2 separate regions of the Zea mays genome follow, and region 2 is linked to region 1. The links are chromatin contacts, called in public Hi-C maps. All regions are on one chromosome and are shown on one strand. The core of a region is the stretch at or near the end of the contact, and the rest is flanking DNA. Distances in the headings are between cores, read along the strand shown. Region 1 holds the start of LOC100285227. Region 2 holds the start of LOC100282121.

What was found. A called contact is a pair of places that touch in the nucleus more often than the background predicts.
Region 2: a Hi-C map of tassel shows a contact between it and region 1, with 3 times the contacts expected there. The contact joins the promoter of LOC100282121 here to the promoter of LOC100285227 in region 1. A contact is called at or near these places in 3 of 25 Hi-C or Micro-C datasets (ear, leaf and tassel).

Annotation. Positions count from the first base shown.
Region 1 is chr6:131,707,600-131,711,953 of Zm-B73-REFERENCE-NAM-5.0, reverse strand. It overlaps LOC100285227, which reads left to right and starts at 2,218. Exons shown (of 5, transcript NR_182191.1): 1 at 2,218-2,761.
Region 2 is chr6:131,990,641-131,995,004 of Zm-B73-REFERENCE-NAM-5.0, reverse strand. It overlaps LOC100282121, which reads left to right and starts at 1,451. Exons shown (of 6, transcript NM_001155034.1): 1 at 1,451-1,758; 2 at 1,867-2,481; 3 at 3,420-3,472. The coding sequence starts at 1,962.

The sequences.
Region 1 (4,354 bases), core at 969-3,468:
ATCTTTTATATATTTTTTCTATAAATTCTATATTCTTTCTCTTTCTTTTCCTTTTCTATGTTATTTTTCAAATTCCTAAATTGTAACTTAGGTTAAATTCAAATTGGGGTAACAATATATTTTTATTAATATTGCTGGTATTAAATGCACAAACAAATAAATCCAATATGATGCATAGGTTATTTAGGTGTCTTTTGTTAATTGTTTATTTATTTAAGTGAGGTTTTCACATATGATGATAAATAGAGATACACATATAAAAGAAAATAATTTCTCCTTTTATTTTTCCTTACAATTTGGGTATTACAATAGAGCCGGATTCCAAATGTAAGACGTTAGTTACTGTCGGCAAACACATGGTTCCCGATGTTGGCGGGAAAATAACACACCTGCTCTGATAGCACCTGCTTCACCTTCCTCGCACTTACCGCCGAGAAACACGTCCTTCTCGTCGACGCGGTTGACTGATCAGATCTCGCTTCTTCTCGCTGCACTCCCTGCACATATCAACGTCGGGAGCCTGTAGATCGAGCAAGAACCGTTGTTTTCTCGCGCAAAACCCGATTGCGTTGATCGAATCTCGACTACAGGTCGAAAAGAGTCGCTGCCTTCGCCTGGGTGAGAGCTGAGCAAAGAGGATGACTGGGTGAGGGAGTGCCGGCATGGAGAGAATGAGCAGGTTGACGGAGGTGAGGAAGGAGATGCAAATGGACATTCAGTTTAGTCTAGAACCTTTTTTGTTTTTGGCACAAAAACATATTTTTTTGGACAATAATTTTTTTACAACTTTTATAGCCCTCTAGTTTTTATTAGACTTTTAACATTTTTTATTTTTAAATTTAAAAAAATTATATTTTTTAAATCTGATCTGTTTGAATGTTAATATTTAAGGCCATGGAATTGAAATGTGTCCAGTATATCAAAACAATATGGGACTTGAAATGAGGCCTAAATCCAATGCTAGTGTTTGGGAGGCATAAGGTTTCCAATGAATACTGAGGGTCTTGACTCGGAATCGTCACAACGCTTGCTCGTAGTTTCTGAACAACAAATTCTGTGACCAACTAAACGTTGGATTTGGGTCTGCCATTTCCAATTCCAAATTTTGGCCCTGAATACTAACATCCAAACATGATGCTTCGGCTAGTAGCAAGAACGATTCCAAATTTTGGCCCTGAATACTGACATCCAAACATGATGCTTCGGCTAGTAGCAAGAACGATCGTCGAAATCCGTTCGAATTCCAACGCCAATTTCTCGTCGACGGCCCATGGCTGTCGAAATCCGAAACCCCGCTCGAATTCCAACGCCAATTCCTCGTCGACGACCCATGGCCGTCGAAATCCGAAATCTAGCCGTCTTTGCTAAGACCGTGTCTAGTAGTTTATTCATGGTTTATTCAAAACATTATGTTATATATTGTTTTTAGAGTGGATTTTAAATATATAACATGTACATTTTGTTTTAATCTTGATTGTACAGTATTTTGTATCTATATGTTATCGCTGCAGCAGTCTGAATAACTGGATTTAATTCGAAGGGAACATGTATACGAACATGGATGAGGAGTAAGACTCACTCCAACAGAGCAGCTAAATGGACAGGCAAAGCTAAAATAGCTGCCCACAAGCTACTGTAGCAATACAAAACACCTTCCAACAGGGCAGTCAAATGAGCCAGGCGAAAAGAATGAAAAGAGAGAGGAAAGCTATATTAGCTTGTACTGTGGCTGACAGACATTTTCTTTTTTTGTGTCTGAGAATTAACCCCACCATCTTCTTCATTTGTTGGATTATATTACCCCTGACTTTTTGCCTATGCTGTTGAAAACATGTGTCATATAGCTGAACAGGTAAACCAGAAACGCTAGCCAAATGCTTAAATGACTGCTCGATTTGTATGACATCAGTTGGAGTCAGCGTAAGCGTCTAAGGGCATGTACAGTGGGTGTTTTAAGTTGTGTCTTACAGTGTGTCTAGGGGTAAATGTAAAAAAACTCAAGACACGTATCTTGACGAAGACACAGTGTCTTAGCTCTATGTTCGAGATAGGAGACTATCTGATTGGTCACTTTAATTTATTGAATACTCTGATTGGTACAATAAATATCGTAAGACACATGTTTTAGACATGACCACTGTATTATGTTGTGTTTTAGTTGTATCTTGTACTTGGAGTACCGTGCAGCAGTATCTGGGTTGTACATGCCCTAACGAATAACGATTCATGTTTCTCTACGGACTGCGTGCTTGGACCCGCCTCTTGCGTGTGCGGTCGGAAACTCGGAACGGCGTGTGTCACTTTCCCACCTCCCGTCGTCACTCCACCGCCGTCCCCTTGAGCGCTCGCCCCAACCTGGGGACGCTCGCCCCAGCCGATCCGATCCGTCTCAACTCCATTAAAAAAATCTCTCCTTTCCCCCTCCCTATCCAGGAAAAGGAGAAGGTACCACCTCGGTCGATCTTCCCTCCATTTACTCCTCCGGGCGAGGTCCCGATTCGATCGAAGGCGGCGGAGAGAGATGAGGAAGCGTGAGCGAGAGAACCCGTGCGGGATCTGCGGGCACTACCACAAGTACGAGGAGGGGGAGGTGTGCGGCGTCTGCGGTCACCGCCCACCTGCAGCGTCACCAGTAGGGGCCAGGCAGCAAGACTCGGCGTTCCCGTCCGAGATCCTCAAGGAGTTCCTCTTCCTCGGCAGCTACGACAACGCCTCCCGCTCGGAGCTCCTCAAGACCATCGGCGTCTCGCACATCCTCAATGTATGCTTATTTACATCCGCACTTATCATTACGTGCATGGATGGGTAGAAGCATTTCTCAGTGATACACAGTGCAATATGGTCAGAGGTGTTGCATAATACAAACCCCGGAAAGAAAGGGAGTCTAATGCGTAGAACCTTTTCCGTTCCTTTTCTATCTGATTAGTTTTCTCTCTCTCTCTTTTTCTAATGCACTCGTGCTTACCCAGTGAGGATTGATTAGTGCTAGGGTTTGAGGCTGAGTTGAATTAAAAGCTCAGTCTTGTTCGTTGCTTGCTTTGGTAAGCATATCAATGAAAGGGGTTAATTAGTATGTATGCGCATAAATGGAAGGTTACCTCGTTTCTTGTGAATGGACCGAAGCTTAGTTCGGCTATGTTAACTACTAAGTTGCCATCTGAATGTTCCAGTGGGTTAGGGATATGGAGATAAAATGTCATAGATGGATTTCATGGTACGATTGGGTGAGGCAAAGATGGTGGATGGCATGAGCAGAAAATGATTCTATTGGAAAATAGCAAACATAGTTATAGTGATAGTATGGGCTGCATTTTTGTGTTACTAAGGCTGATGTTATGAGTGGCAAAATATTGAATTGAAATGCAAGCATCAGAAACTTTTATTTTTTGGATGGATGCCTGGATGACTCGGTACATCTTGTGTTGCTTGAGGTCGCGAGTCTTTGCATTGGATCTTTTCAAGCATCTATGGAACTAACATTGTCCTTGGGAAACTGTTCCATTCTTCTTTTTTACATGTTCCTCAGGGAACATTCAAGTATTGACATATTGGTGTGGCAGTGATGCCTCTGAATCACTTCCATACTTGCATTGTCTGCGCATGCTGTTTGAAGAATTGGCATTCAGCCATATAAAAGATCGAGATGACCATAATTAATAGAAGCCAATACATAGTGGAAGTTACATTGGATGACCAATTGACTGCTCCTAGTAGAGCATCTACTGTGCTTTATTGATGGAGGTTAACACATTTTTAATAGTTACAATATGGAGCTGATAACCACAACATAGATAATGAAACCTTAATTATCTTCCCACATTCAGATGTTGCCTAGATTAATGGTCCTTTCATTCTTTGGTGACTTCGATTGCTATCAAGCTTTGGTAGCAGGAAACCTAAGCAGGTGTTATACTGCTAATCTGCTATGCATCCATTTCGTCTACTTCAGTAATGTTGCACTTTAAATTCTCAAGTCCATTTCACTATTTGCATATTTATACCATCACAAATCATGGTTACATTAGGTGCTAGGTGGCTTCTAGGCGATTACTGCCTAGAGCTTAGGCGATCCTAGGCGTTATCAAGACGTTTTATAAACATACATATAATATCTTATTTACCTTACAACAACAGCAACAATAATACCTTTTATCCCAAGCAAGTTGGGGTAGGCTAGAGTTAAAAAACCAATAGAACCTTTTTATCCCAAACAATTTGGGGTAGGGTAGAGTTAAAAAACCCAATATAACCCATAAATCATGGTTCAGGGACATGGATAACTGTTTTCCATGCACTTCTATTCAAGCTAAATCTTTGGGTATATCCCATCCTTTCAAATCTCCTTTTTACTACT
Region 2 (4,364 bases), core at 202-2,701, 280 kb before region 1:
CGAGTTTAACATTAACCTTCGGGTACGGGTTTGTAACCCATATACTCATAGGTTCCAAACTCGTTGCCATCTCTACTGGCGTCTACAACACCGTGTCGGTAGCATGGAGCAGTGACATCAATGGCATAGTAAGAGATATCATGTCGGCAAGGCGAGTTAGAGGATTGGGGTGACATGGGCCCCTTTAGTCACTTTTAACTTGTGGAGAAGGAGATAGCTCTTTTTATTTAGAACTTTTAAAGTGATTAAATTTTAGCTAGTTTGATTTAGCTTATGGATCCAATCATCCTAACATAGCCTATGCATATCGATTTTGATGTTGGAATCAGACAACCACTCTTAGATTATCTTTAGCAAATCGTGTATATAGTTAATACTGTTTACAAAATTTATTTGTATAGTAAAGTTTAAAATAAAAGATAAAAAATGTGATATAGAAGTTGATGAAGACAACCTTATCATGCAAATGCAGTGTTGGGGACCTTCGGCGTCCGAAGGTCCTCAAAAACAGGATTTAACAGTATTTCTGTAGTACAATGTGTGAACAGGTACCCTCGGACTAAAGTCGGCATTTGCAGTAGACCGGAATAACACGAAGGTTGATACAGAGCCGAAGGTGTTGAGCAGGAAAGCTTCGGCGTAACAGCAAAGAGTGGAACCGACTTAAAGATGAAAAGGCTATTCAGACCTCGATAGACTACTATAGAGTTATTATCAAATGTAAAGGGCATGAATGTAATTTTGTAAGGGCTGTGTCCCGTGTCTATAAATAGGTGAACAGTATCCCCGTACTGTTCACGCTGACTTGACATTCACTTTTGGCGTCACGCTTGTATTGTTATCTCATCTTGATTGAAGGTACACCTGTGATCTAATAATATTTCTGTTTATGCTTGATATTAATAAATAATCGTTCATATTGTCTTTTATATCCTTTACATTTTCTCCTTCGTCATTGTATAATGATCGTCCTTTATAACCTTCGTCCGTAAACCATTATATCCCAAGAGAAATAATGCTTCGGGGGACGAAGGACTTTAACGATTGACATTTTCTATGTTGCCTTGTTCTTAACTCTTAGCACTTGAGAACAAGTCCCCAACATGCAGCTACTAGCTAAGCAGGGTAATAAGTAGCTTCCGGAAAATGACATGACGGCATCATGTGAACACGACCCGGAAAAAACGGATTTTCCTCCTAGAAAATGAATAGCAATTTGTCAATTCATGTGAACGCTGACGAAAAGATAAATATCTCTCCCACCAGCTTTTGAGTAACCCCCTCGGTTACTGCAAATTTCTCACTACCGAAAACAAAATGCAGGAAAATGGGCAAAAGATAGTAACCGCAGCAAATTTTGCGTATATCCGGGGGCCTCGCGAAAAAGGATCGCTCTCCTTACTCTGTATTAACTTCTGGCCTTTAGACATTTTCTCCTCCGTAGATTGCAGAAGTTTTTTTTTCGCTTATCAGTATTTCGGTCGAGAAATTCGCGAAGGGATTAGGGGAATTCGAGGCAGGGATTTGCAAGAATCAGGGCAGTTTGATGTTGCTTCCTGTGCGCGTCGCTAATTTCTCTGTTTTATTCGCGTGATTTTTAGGGTTTTATTTTGAGTTTTTCGTTTTCTCCACCGTATTTCGTTGGCTTCGTTCCGTGCTACTGTAAATTCAGAATCTTGTCAGAGAAAAGAGAAGGAAAAGGAAAAACAAACAAAATAGTAAGGGGAATTTGGTACCTGGGTGTTTGCTGTTCCTTGAGTAAGTATACTCTCCTGTCTTCAGTACGCTTATTAATCTCGCAGAATTCATCGCCGGGACGCTGCGGCTTGTAATTTTCGAGCTGATGGCATCTTGCTTGCTGTCTAGGTTGGTGAATCTTTGGAGTGCCTGGCTCCGACGAGATCGAAAGGAGGGACCTTTCCTTGGTTCCTCTGCTGGAGCTGTGATTGCAGAGGTGAACCATGTCAGCGATGGCGGCGGCGGGTGAAGCGGAGTATGGTGAATGCGTGCAGAAGGGGTCCCTGCAGCAGCACCAGGCGCCTCAACCCAGCCCCGGCGCTCTATTCTACACCCATGATGGCGTCGCCGTCTACAGGAATCCGGTCATGCCGGCGTTCTACCAACAGCCCGCGGGCAGCAATGTCGTCGTGCCGGCGGCTCCAGGGCCAGCTCATTCCCCTGCCAGCTCTGAGCCCTTCAAGCGCAAGCGCGGGCGCCCCCGCAAGTACGCCCCCGCAGACGGCGCCGTGCCGCTGGCTATCGTGCCCCCATCGCAGCCACCCACTGCTCGTGCCCCAGCTACCTCTGAGGCCTCACCCACGGTTCCTCCTGGCTTCTCTCCAAGTCCGCAGAGTGGTGGCGTGGTGAGTCGGCAGGCCTCGCCGGCGCCGGCGCCGGCGTCAGGTGCTCCCGATGTCAAGAAGCGGGGCCGGCCGTCGGGCCCCTCCAGCAAGAAGCAGCAGCCGCAGGCGGCAGCGCCTGGTAATGTTCTGCCTGCCTTTTCAGCTAGAGCGTAGAAGTAGCAAAACGTGCAAGGCTGCATTGATGTCTTCGATCGTATTTCTCTTCAGAGCTTCAGATACACGTATATATACTTGTAGTACTTCGGAATGAGCAAAATGAGCACCAGAAAGAGATACTAATTCATTTATTTATCCTTTCGTTCATTCTTAATTCTTTTGGTTTGCTGTCATGCGGCAGCAGTGGCAATCAGGGGTGGAGTTGTGGGCGGGGAATGTAATGCTTGGTGATAATGACCTTTATGCCCTTGGCCTTCTCCTTGCAGAGTTTTCATTCAAAAACCGATTTGGCAAGAACTGAACATATATGAGCTTCAATCCTTTCCTTTGTTTTTTTAAATACAATGAAGATTCTTCAGGATAGTTGTCTCGTTGCTCTAAGTTGAACTGAGTCACTTAGGGAAAGGTTGTGGTTGTCCTGCTGGGAACTCCAGAGTACTTTGTTACGTTACTAGTTTGTGGTAGTTGTCATTATGTGATTTATTAGCTTATTGTGGTTCGATATCGTGGGACCATCTTGAGGTTTATTCGACAAGCCTTCCCCTGCAAATATGGAGAGGCCGCTTCAAAACTATGACCTGGTGACCGTGCAAATGCGGAGAGGCTGCTTCGAAACCACGACCTAGTGAGACAACTCTCACCACTGCACCATACCTACCCTTCACACTACAATTATTAGATTATATATAATAAAGAAAGGACAGACCTAGTGCTAGCGGCTCTCACATGAATGGGGACTGGAAAAGGAATAACCGAGACAAGCGTTACCCCTACATTTTGTAGAGAGGCTGCGTCGAGCCCAAGACCTTTTAGCTAAGTTGGAAGGCTTCTCGCCAATGTGCCAGGCCTGTCCTTCTATTAGATAATATATAATGTTTCTTGAAATTTTTGTTTTGGCAGGACCAGGCTGGACTGGATTGAAGCCTCATATTTTCACAGTTCAAGCTGGAGAGGTACACTGGCCAATGCTTATGATGCTCCTGCAGAAGTACTTATGCTGTCTTAGGATTTTTTTTGTCATCTCTTATATCAAAATTTATATGGGTTATGTTTGCTTGCATCAATTTTTCAAACTGTACTAGTAGCATCATTTGCTTAAGCTATATTGTCTATTCCATGGCTATGTGAAGTCATATACTGATCAATCTCTATATTTTCCTTAATGAAGTTGTCCTTTTATGTTCCCTTGCTATTATGGCTCCATAACTTTTTTCCATTTTTAATTACCTAGTGCAATATATGACTGTGCTGCTCTTTGGATATAAGATTTGTCCTGCCTCAGGAAATATTTATTACACCTGACATCCTGCTCTGTTATCTTGTAAACTTTATGTCATTCTCCATAGCCTGGACTTCAGGAAACCATATAGATACATGCATGACCTATATTTTTAGTATACCTTTCATGCTGGCCTATCGTTAAGTGGTTTGAGCTTGTACAAGTCAGTCATACTAGAGTTGGTGATTGCCTGATCTATTGCAAGCTTTACTGCTGGTAAATTTTTCTTCTTAAGGTTCGTGCTATTCTGTGATTGTCTGCTAAGTATACTTGTGAGAATGGAAGGGTGAATATTTATTTTTCAATCATGTTTCTATATTTTTTTCCTTGACAAATATTTCTGTGTTTATCTTTTTGTATGATTTTTCACTGCAAACCTCTTATTTCATCTTTGACCTTTGTCCGAGGCGCATTTTTCTTGTATTGTATTTTCATTTTACATACTTGTTTCATGATTACTCGGTGCTGCCTTGTGTATTTTTTCCTGCTGACTGCTATTATGTCCGGTGAGGATTAGGTAGTGGCTTGTTATGGAATTGTACAGTGCACTCCTAGATGTTAGGGCC